Regions from separate parts of the Oryctolagus cuniculus genome. Here region 2 is linked to region 1. The links are chromatin contacts, called in public Micro-C maps. All regions are on one chromosome and are shown on one strand. Each heading gives the region's core, a stretch centred on a gene start, on an enhancer-like site or on the middle of the called end of the contact. The rest is flanking DNA. Distances are from core to core; before and after follow the strand shown. Region 1 holds the start of KRAS (KRAS proto-oncogene, GTPase). Region 2 has its middle 120 kb from the start of KRAS.

Region 1 (5,387 bases), core at 233-2,732:
GCTTCTGCTCGGCGGGTTTCCTCGCCGTTTTTTTTCACCCGACAAAGCAAAACAGACCTTCTGGGATTAACTTTTTCCTTTCCGCCGCGGGCCCCCGGCTCTACGTGGAGGGCGTGGGCCACCTGTTCTTCCACCACCATCACCACCTCCTCCTTTGTGACCACGGCAATGTCACAGCTCACACGGGGGGGGGGAGGGGAGCCGCCAGGAACTCGGCGGGCAGGGGCAGTTCTTGCTGCACAATAACCTCCGGCAGCGGTCTCGGAGCGCGTGCAGGCCGGGGACGCCCCCCGCCCGACCCGCACGCCCCGCACGCCCCGCGCCGCGCCGCCCCGCCGCCGGGACCTCTCCCCCGCGCCAGCCTGCGCTCCCGGGGCAAGTGCGGCGGCGTGCCCCGGAGATGCAGCCGGCGGCCGCCCAGCCAGCGCCGGGGAGCGGGGCAGAGGGGTGCGGGAGCCGGGGCCCCGGCGAGCGGGAGGGGAGGGGGAGGGGAGGCCGAGCGCGGCGGGAGTCACCTCCACCGCGCCCGGCCGCCTCCCGCCGCGGCTCTCGGCGAGGAGGAGGAAGGAAGGGGTTCCCCGTCCAGGAAGCTGCACCAGCGGCGGCCGCCGCTAGCCTCACCCTCCTCAGCCCCGCACCGCCCATGCCTCATTCCCCCCGCGTCGCCGCGACCCCCCCCCCGCCACCGCGGACGCCCGCGCGCGCCCCCCGCCGCCTCCAGGCTCCTCCCGGGACCCCCTAATTCATTCGCCCGCCGCCGGCCGCGCCCGGCGCTGAGGGTCGAGACCCGGGCAGAGGGGCCCGGGAGGGGTGGTCCGCTCCCTTACCTCTCCCCTGCACCTGGGAGCCGCCGAGCCTCAGGCCCCCGCCGCAGCCCTCAGGGCCCGCGCCGCAATCGCTCCCAGTCCGAAATGGCGGGGGCCGGGAGTCCTGGCCGAGCAGCCGCCACCGCTGCTGCCGCCGCCGCCGCCGCCGCCGTCGCCGCCGCCACTACCACCACCGCCGCCACCACCGCCGCCGCCGCCGCCGCCGCCGCCACAGCCGCCGCTGCTGCTGCTGCTGCCGCTGCTGCCTCCGCCGGGGAAATCGAGCTCCGAGCACACCGATGAGTTCGGGGCCGGGCGGCCGCAGAGGGCAGAGCTATCGATGTGTTCCACGCTCGATTCCTCTCCAGACCGGCGCTGAGGAGGGAGCGGCTGAGGGCGGTGTGGGAAGAGGGCTGAGAGGGAGGCCGCGCGCGCCGCCGGGGAGGCGGGGCGGAGGCTGGCCCCGCGGGGGAGGGGGCGGCGGGGCGGCGGGGCGGCGGGGCGGCGGGGCGGGCGGCGCCTGGGCGGGAAGGAGCGGCTGTGGGACCCGCGCGGCAGGGTCGGACCCCTGAGACGTCGGCGCGCCCTGCCCGCGTCCACACCGAGGAGCCCCGGGGACCCCCGCAGGGTCCAGCACAGCCCTTTCGTGTCGTCACCTGCACGTCCGTGAACAGGCAGTCGCCAAACGTGGGAGGCGACAGTGGTGGCTTCGGGAGAGGCCCGGGGCTTCGTGATCGCCGCCCGAACGGCCGCCACAGACCCTGTCTTGGTCCTGGGGATCCGGGTTGGTTTGCTGTGTCTCTGGGGCTTCGAAGCCAGTGCACAGTCTCCGAGGAAGGGTCTCCGAGGTCCCCGGTGCCCCCGGAGCCCGAGCGGAAGGCGAACTCTTTTTCGGTGCAAGTACCCAGGGCAGTTTAGACTGGCGGAGAGCCGCTCCAAGGTTCATTAGGAGGCTGGGTAATGAGCTAAGGAGGTCAGACATGAAACAATGGGGGCGATTAAACGCCTTAGCGAGCCCGGAGTCTACCTGCAAAGGCCCCTGGGAGAGCTGGAGGAATTAAGCAGGCCCTCTGCTTCCAGTGCTGTCCCTCCAGCCCACACCACAGACCAGCAATTCGGTTATTTTAGATCCCAGCCATTATGTCTGCTAACCAAGGCTTGACATCAGCGATCGCCGTTTTCTTTCTCTGCGTGTATGGGCTTTAATCTGCACGACTTTTATTCCAGCCTCCCTCTCCCAGCACCAGGTGGGAGGCAGAAGAGACAGGTGGAAGACGGGGAAGGGAAAAGGCTGTGCCTACTCCGTGTCAAGTGTTGGCAAAATGTTTTGCACATATCATCTTATTTAATCATCACAACAACCTCCTCAGGTTGACTAGTTTTCACTTTCTTTTTAGAGGAAGAAACTAATTTAGAAAGGTTGAAAAAAAGTGGTCTAAGTTCACTAAGTTAAAATGTGAATGATTCTTCATGGCAGATCATGGTCGATCCTAACCCCCAGCGCCTCCTATCCCACTTAACATAAAAGCAAAATTCTTCTGCACATCCTACATGACTTTAGGTTATCTGATGCTCCCGACTGTAACTTCTCTGAACTCTTACCCTGGTACTCTCCTTTCTTTGCTTCCATTCGTACCCACTGCTGGCTGGCAGCCTCCCCTGAAAACACTCCTTCCTTTACACAGAACATACAGGTTCTCAAGGATAAATGCCTCCTGACTCACTGACTAAAAACTGCACGTTCCTGGGCCCCTCACCTAGATTCTCCATTCAGCTGGTGAAAAGTGGACTAGACATCGTCATTTTTTTTATTATTATTTTTGACAGGCAGAGTGGACAGTGAGAGAGAGAGACAGAGAGAAAGGTCTTCCTTTGCCGTTGGTTCACCCTCCAATGGCCACCACTGATCTGAAGGCAGAAGCCAGGTGCTTCTCCTGGTCTCCCATGGGGTGCAGGGCCCAAGCACTTGGGCCATCCTCCACTGCACTCCCTGGCCACAGCAGAGAGCTGGCCTGGAAGAGGGGCAACCGGAACAGAATCTGGCGCCCCGACCGGCACTAGAACCTGGTGTGCTGGCGCCGCAGGTGGAGGATCAGCCTATTGAGCCTCGGCACCGGCCTAGACATCTCCATTTTTAACAAATCAGGTGATCCTAAACTGCTGGTCAGCCGTCTGCCCTCTTTAGAAGCTGATCTAGATACTCAAATTCTTTAAAAAAAAAAAAAAAAAAAGATTTATTTTATTTATTTGAAAGAGTTAGAGAGAGAGACAGAAGGGGGGGGCGTAGTTTCTATCTGCTGCTTCACTCCCCAAATGGCTGCAACAGCTGGAGCTGAGCTGATCTTAAGCAAGGAACCAGTAGCCAGGAGCTTCTTTCTGGTCTCCCACATGGGTACAGGGGCCCAAGAACTTCAGCCATCCTCCACTGCCTTCGCAGGTGCAATAGCAGGGAGCTAGATGGGAAGCAGAACAGCCAGGACTTGAACCGGTCCCCACAATTGATGCTGGGGCTTTAACCCACTGTGCCACAGCGCAAGTTCTTGACTCCGTGCCCCTCCTGACTTCGGGGTCACCTGCCTCAATTCTGGCAGCTGTGATAAGTGGTCCCTTGGCTCTTCTTCCTTCGGCTCTCCCCAAGGGCAAGCATTCGGGCCTGTACTGCGGTCACGAAGAGAAACAGCAGAGGGAAAAACCGGGTAGAAACGTGGGGTTTCCGGCCTCCCTCTAAGATGTAGCTGCAGTCTCTGCTCTCTATGCTGACTGTTCAGGAAAGGCAGCTACATACACACACGCATACATCCTTGATCTGCAGTATGAAGACCATGCCCACCCTTTCCTCTACAAGACTGGCTCTGCTGCAGACAGAATGAAAGCTAGAACAGCAGAAGTCCCCTTGTGTTCACCGGCTTCCTGTGAGATGCAAAATACAAGGACATGGCAAGCGCTGAGTGGAAGGAAACAGATACTTGAGAAAACCCGTGTGACCATCCTGAGATCGCTTTGTCCAGGAATCAACTGCGCTTCCTGTGACCCAGCAATGGGCTGTGGGGCCCGGCTCATCACCTCGCGAAGCACCTGTTGCCTGTAACTCGTAATTTTGCCGTTCTCACGAGCCAGCATCTCTGCCGATAGTTCACGTACAGTCCCATCTGCCCCGCGAGCTGTACTTCTGCTGACCGCTCTCTGAGACTTACATCCCAAGCAAGAGACAAGATCTCACCGCACCTGCCATTCACTTCCTTCAACAGGAAGGGCCTTTGTGGGACTCCACTTTCCTGATTGGTAGCTGGCCTTCTTTATGTCTGGCTAAAAGACCATTGCCTTCGTTCGTGTGCCAGCCTTGGGTCTGGACAGTTGCGTAACTGGATACAGGGATACAGAGTCATGGGATACAGGGCCAGGGCACTTAAGCAGGAGGAAAACCTGTGGATGCTTTCATGGACTCTGCTTCTCTACAGCGTATTTTCTCCTGTGGGAAGTCTGTTGAAATGAATAGGTGCTATTTGATTTGCCAACACTGTATCCCCTCTAGACACTTATTTCATTAGGCTTCTTATTCCTTTTGTGCATAGCTGTTTTCTTTCCCTGCCTCCTCTAACTGTAGTCCCATAGCTCTTAGCTCGCAGTAGATCCTCCGTAAATATTTGTTGACATGCATGAAACTGTAACAAAACTTCTGCTCGATCTCTTCAGGGTCACTTCATTCTCAGTGAGCCAGTTTCCTGGATCATTTCGAGAGGAATAGCCTGTCATCAACCCAAAGGCTTGCCTAAAACCAGGCTCCCAGTCTTGTTCCTCAAGCCAGCGCACGCTTCCAATGCTTCCACCTGATCCGAGTGGGATCACAGACCTTCTGAATATTTACACTGAAAACTTAAATTCTTAATCCAGTCTCACTCAAAGCGGTTAGAGCTCCTTTCAATTATGCTCCCTACGTATTTTTCTCATCTCTGCCCTTTGACATTCCTCCCTTCACAGCTACATTTTCTGGAACAGCTTCCTCATTACTTCTCTGCCTCCTGGCTTTGTTCGTTTCAGTTCAGGCCATGTGCAACTGCCAAATTAACCTTCCTTGTGCATGTCTTTCAACATCATCAAACATTTACTCTGCACCTCCTCCATCAAGGCTGCACACAGAAAAGGTACCTGGTTTTAAAGTGCAAAGAGTTACAAGCTGAGTACCTAATGAGTACCTAACGATGATAAGTACCTGGGAAATTATAGGGGAAAATGATCACCGGTCTCAGCTAAGCCTTCACGCAGACTTAATCTTGCTTACAAATATTTAGTAATGTCTTACATCCCGCTGAATCCACTCCAAATCTGTGGTGCCCAGCTTTTGAGAACATCTATCGTCTGGCTTCATCCTGAGCCTGTGACTTTGTTTCCAAACTCCTCAAACACCGTATTTTGCTTTCCTCAAGCAAATCCCCTTCCCATGTCATGAGAACAGGATATCGTGTGTCTCTGCTCCTTCTCTCACCTAGCACACTTTGCCTCTGTCTTTGTTAAAATTCTTTCTCGTTCGAGGTCTAACACATGTCCTACCTTCTCTGTGAAAGCTCTGTTGTACTCTCTCTC
Region 2 (5,436 bases), core at 1,688-4,187, 120 kb after region 1:
CCCATGTGGGAGACTTGGATTGAGTTCGAGGTTAGTCATGGCTGTTACAGACATTTGGGAAGTAAATCAGTGGAAGGAAGAATTTTCTGGCTTGTGTCTACCTTTTAAATTTAAGATAGATAGATAGATAGATAGATAGATAGATAGATAGGAAGGAAGGAAGGAAGGAAGGAAGGAAGGAAGGAAGGAAAATAATAGGGCTGGTGCTGCGGCATAGTGGGTAAAGCTGCTGCCTGTGGCACCGACACCCCACATGGACACCAGTTTGAGTCCTGGCTGCTCAACTTCCAGTCCAGCTCTCTGCTATGGCCTGGGAAAGCAGCAGAGGATGGCCCAAGTCCTTGGGGGCCCTGCACTTGCATGGGAGACCCAGAGGAAGATCCTGACTCCTGGCTTCAGAGTCAATCATCCCAGCTCCAGCTGTTGCAGCCATCTGGGGAGTGAACCAGTGAATGGAAGACTTTCTCTCTCTCTCTGCCTCTGTGTAACTTTGCCTTTCAAATAAAATGAATCTTTAAAAAAAAAAAAAAAGATAATAACCGTAAAGCACTTGAAAGAGAAAGTTGGCAGAATAAATGGACATAAATTCTTTTTCTCTTCATTCTCCTTTAAGGCCTCATAACCTAAGTACATGATACTGAGTAAACGCGTCTTGATGTCCAATCAGTCCATAACTCTCCAACCCAGCTTTTTTTTTTTTTTTTTTTTTTTTTACAGGCAGAGTTAGACAGTGAGAGAGAAAGAGAAAGGTCTTCCTTCCATTGGTTCACCCCCCAAATGGCTGCTACAGCCGGCGCTGCGCTGATCCGAAGCCAGGAGCCAGGTGCTTCCTCCTGGTCTCCCATGCGGGTGCAGGGCCCAAGCACCTGAGCCATCCTCCACTGTCTTCCCGTGCCACAGCAGAGAGCTGGACTGGAAGAGGAACAACCGGGACAGAATCCAGGGTGCCGGTGCCGCATGCGGAGGATTAGCCTAGTGAGCTGCGGCGCTGGCCATGCAACCCAGGTCTACAACTACCGCATGTATTAGTAACTTACATAGTACTTTACATTTCTCGAAGTACTTGTAGTCTGAACACCAAGGGAGTATTTTGTCGACAGGCAGTTTACCCATGGAGAAACCAGGGGCACCCAGGGAGGATCAGGTCACACTGCTACACTCAGGCCCAGGCCTCACTCCAGATCTAGCTGTGCCTTGTTTTCTCCTGGACAGAACCACCCCAGGCTAACACCTTGCAGTAACCTTCCCGACGGCAAAGCCACAGGACCTGGGAGGGAACCTGGGAGGGAACCTGGGAGGGAACCGTGAGAAACACGGGCGTGTAAAGGCTCGAGGGCGAGAGGAGGTAGCAGAGCAGATGAGGGCAAGGCTACCCGCAGAGGCGTGGCTGGTTGCCTCCCAGTTCACAGATGAACACACTGAGTGGGACTCCACAGTTGTCTGCGGCCGTCCTATTGGGGTGGGGGCACAATGGACTTCAACGTCTGGCAGGCAACTGGTTTCCCACCCCTTGTTTTCCCGTTCACAAATACCACGATAGGAATACGTACAACCTTTAAATGGTTCCTCGCTTGAATTCTCCCTCCCCATCTTCCTAAACCACAGCCAATTTCCCTTCCCAGTGCCTTCCCCGTCTGGATTCTAAAGACCCAAGGATAAGGCCACCGAGGGGGAACGCAAAGGCAGGCCCAGGGGACCTTCACTGGGGTTGTCGGCTAACTCCCAGCAACACCTCACCCGACCTCACACAAGAACTCCCTCTCTCAGGTCCCTGCGCGTTTACGGAGAACAGATTTACCACCACGCAAAGGCCTCAGCTAGGACTGACCGGCTGTACAAAGTTCAATCACTACACTGTGCAAACTGGAGCCGATGAGAAAATGAGCTGTATTTGGGTTTTGCTGAACAGTCTGTCTTACGTTAAACACACGGCGATGAAGCCCTCTGCCTTCCAGGTGCAAGGTGGCTGAGTGTGGAAGGTACCAGACCAAGGTCATCAGCAAGTGCCATAATGAGGCTCTGGGGTTCTCCCAGGCGGTGGATGTGTCAATTCTCAGGACCCGCTTCCGCAGTAGGGGACGTAAATAGGGGATGCCAGTAAGCACCTGCCCTCATTTGAGCTCACCGCTGACAAAGGCACGCAGCCTGCTGCCCAGTGCAGAACAGTCAATAGCCATGAACTAGTACCACCACCTTCTTTGTGTGCTAAGCTTCACCCAGGGGTGCAGTGGGCCAGGACCCCAGGGCAACAGGTTGTTAGGGTTACCTTTTAAGGACCCTGAACCCAGGAGTGAGGGAGCAGCAGAACAGGTGTGCCTAGCGTCAAATTCCTAATTTTCCTAGAGGTAGAACGGTGCTAATCCACAATACTCCACTGCTTGCCTGTTTGTCCCTAAAGAGCAGCGACAAGACCTCGGCAGCCTGGTCCATGAATAGAGACCCGAGACCCATGACAAGGCGTCGAGAAAGCCCCCAGCCCCTCCTGCTCGGCTCTCTCCCTGTTTCCGGCCTGCCTCCTGGGGTCGACAGGGGGCCGCGCTCCTGTAAGGACCGCAGTGGGGCACCCGGTGCGGCTCTCCAGCCCCTGCTGGGATTTTGGCCATCTCTCTCCCAAAGGACTGAGCTGTGGCTCCCAGAGAGCTCGCCCCCCCCCCTCCTCCCCAGGGGGGAGAGCTGCACGTGGCCGGCTGGGGCTGGGGCCGGAAGGTGAAGTTCCCCACCCTCGCCACTGCCCGCCCCTGGGCCTGCCACCCTGGTGCGCCTCGCCTGGCCTCTCCTCGCCAGGGCAGCGCCCAGCACACTCTTCTGGAAAAAACAATAGCCCCCAAGAAGGCGGGGGAAGCAGGACGGGGTTTAGCAGAGGAAGCCAGCGGGCCCCGCAGATGCAGCCGCGGCCACTTGGCTCTTGGCTCTCATGACGTAATGCATTTCCTGCTTTCGCACTGCAGCGTGCGGTTCGCCGGCCGGGAAGCCCGCAGACGCCCAACGCCGCGATCGTCACCGCCACTATCTATCCATTTATTTTCCACGAATGCTCTCTCGCCGGCCCCGCAAGCCCACGACGCGGCGCTTGCCAGGAGGCTTTGTTCGCCCTCCGCCCAGGAAGGCCGCCTCGGCGCGGCGAGCACCGGGACACGGCGTGGGCCGGGCTGGGGGCCGCGCGCGCCCCCTGCCCGGGGGCCTCTGGAGCAACCAAATCGCCGGCTTTGTCCGCAGCTAAAGTGTTGTCAGAGACGGCATTTCCTCCCCCTCTCCAGAAACCGAGCCAGGAAGTGGGCAAAACCCACCAGAGAACGTGCCCGGACGCTCCCCCACGCCCCCTCAGGCCGCGGGCGAGCAGCGGTCGCCCCGCCGCCGCCCCGCGCAGCGCCGCCGCCCAGCCGAGCCCGGGGAGACTCCCAAGGGCTCTTTAAATACGATCTATAAATACTACGGGCGCATGGCGCGCGCGCGTCACGGCCCAGCAGGCTTCCCATTGGCCGGCGGAACCCCGCTCATTTGCATGTCCCGCTTGCACAACAGGGCGGCGACCTCCGCCCGGGCTCGCGCGCGCCGCCGCCCCTCCCCCTCAGCGGGCGCGCGCGCGAGGGGCCGCGGGCGCGAGCCGCGGGGGTGCGGCGGCGCGTGAACGCTGGAACTTGCTAAGTGCTGTGGGACGCCGGGTGCTTCTCAGGATCGGTTTAAACAGGGCGTCTCTCTCTCTCTGCTTTCTGCGGAAAGCAAAGTTTGGAGGGGCGCAGCCGAGGGCACGCGCTCGGAGGCTCAACCACGTGGGACCCGGACACGGCCGCGTCCAATGGCTGACGACTCGGGGTGTTCAAAAAAAAAAAGGCTGTTGTGTGGCCGCTCGTCAGGGCGGGTTCGGGAAAGGCGAGCGCGGACGGTGCTTCCCGGTGTAAACCACGGAAATAATAAAATCGATCAGTGTACCAGCCAGGCGGCTCGAGGCGTCGGCGCGGACACTCCCGCGGCTCTCGGGGCGGAGAAACCCGCGTGGCCCCCGCGCGCCCGGCGCCCGTCAGGGGCCCGAGCCGCCTCCCCGGGGCGTTGGGGGCGCAGGGGCTGCCGCGCGCCCGGCGGGCCGGTCACGTTCACGTGCGCTTGCGCGCGCCTCGGTTACCTCAGGATGGGAACCGGGCGGGCGCTCGTCCCGCTGCGGGCTCCCGACAGCCACCGCGCCGGGGAAAGAGCACCGGCTTTCTATGCCTTTCCTCGTATTATTATTACTATTATTATTGTTTCCTTTGAAGAGCTGGGCCCTCACAAGCGCGCCCGGCGTGTTCTGAGGCGCCAAGCCTCTCCGGAGCGTCCTGCGACCCCCACCCCGAGGCTAAGCAGGCGCTGGGAGCCGAGGCCGTATCAGCCACATCAAGTCAGCGCTCCACTGGGATCAGAGTTCGGATCTCCCCTGGTCCTCTGCAGGCAGCGCCGTCTGGCCCCCAAGCGTCCAGACAGGCACTCCGGATTTTAACAGAAGGGCTCCCCCTGCTGTCTGATGCTTTACGGGCACCGCGCCTGGAGAGGCTCTCGTCTCTGGGCGCAGGGCAATGCTGCAAACGAGCTTTCTGAGCACGTTCATGGAGAATCTCTCTTAAGTCACCATTTACAAGAGTTCTCGTTCACTCGTGAATATTACCGTCAATATCTTTCTCATTTCCATAGCTGTAACACCAGCGTGTACTTTAAAACCAATATTGATAGTAAAGCAAAAGACGAACGTGTTTGGCAGTCATTATTGTCTGCATTAATGGGTACCAATGCAAGAAACATTGTTAGCTCTGTGCCTTGGAATCGTCAAAAATGGACCGATTTGAACACACAGGACTTCAAACGGTCTTAACCTGCCTTTCCCTTCTCAGCTGATTTCCCTCTGCTTTGATCAATGTTTCTCAGGCCAAGAATAAAAATTTATAACTGTTGACTTCTTAGTAATCATCCTTTGCTTTTCTCTTTTTAAAAATGTTACATTTCTGGGGTTGGCACTGTGGCATAGTGGATTAAGCTGCTGCTTGTAGTGCTTCATCCCACCTGGGCACCGGTTCAAGACCCAGCTGCTCCACTTCCAATCCAGCTCCCTGTTAATGTGCCTGGGAAAGCAGCAGAGGATGGCCCAAGTGCTTCGGCCCTGCACCCACTTCGGCTTGGCCAAGCCCCTGGCTGTTGGGGCCATCTGCGGAGTGAACCAGTGGATGGAAAAATCTCTCTCCCCCCTCCCTCCCCCACCATCCCCCTCCCTCTCTCCCTCCCTCCCTCTCTCCCCCTCTTTCTGTTTCTCTAACTCTGCCTTTCAAATAAATAAATAAATCTTTTAAAAAAGTAAAAAAGTTGTACCTCCTAATTTACTTTTTTGTCCTTAATTAATATGCCCAGATGAAGAAGATTTCTACAAGCCCATGTAACTGTGTGAGGTGAAAACTGCACATCTTGGCTGTCACC

Evidence for each region. Hi-C and Micro-C count contacts between places; a contact is called where the count stands out from the background.
Region 2: a Micro-C map of ear pinna shows a contact between it and region 1, with 6 times the contacts expected there. The contact joins the enhancer-like site here to the promoter of KRAS in region 1. A contact is called at or near these places in 4 of 6 Hi-C or Micro-C datasets (ear pinna, psoas muscle, skin fibroblasts and 1 more).

The regions. Positions count from the first base shown.
Region 1 is chr9:122,551,913-122,557,299 of mOryCun1.1, forward strand. KRAS (KRAS proto-oncogene, GTPase) reads right to left here and starts at 1,483. Exons shown (of 6, transcript XM_070049515.1): 1 at 1,463-1,483.
Region 2 is chr9:122,668,449-122,673,884 of mOryCun1.1, forward strand. No RefSeq gene overlaps it. Among named protein-coding and RNA genes, the nearest start is that of KRAS, 120 kb to the left of the region's middle. Within about 2 kb of position 2,938, at least 8 of the 8 cell types and tissues checked have an H3K27ac peak or open chromatin away from gene starts, as enhancers often do. A contact at or near this core is called in ear pinna, where this site is marked.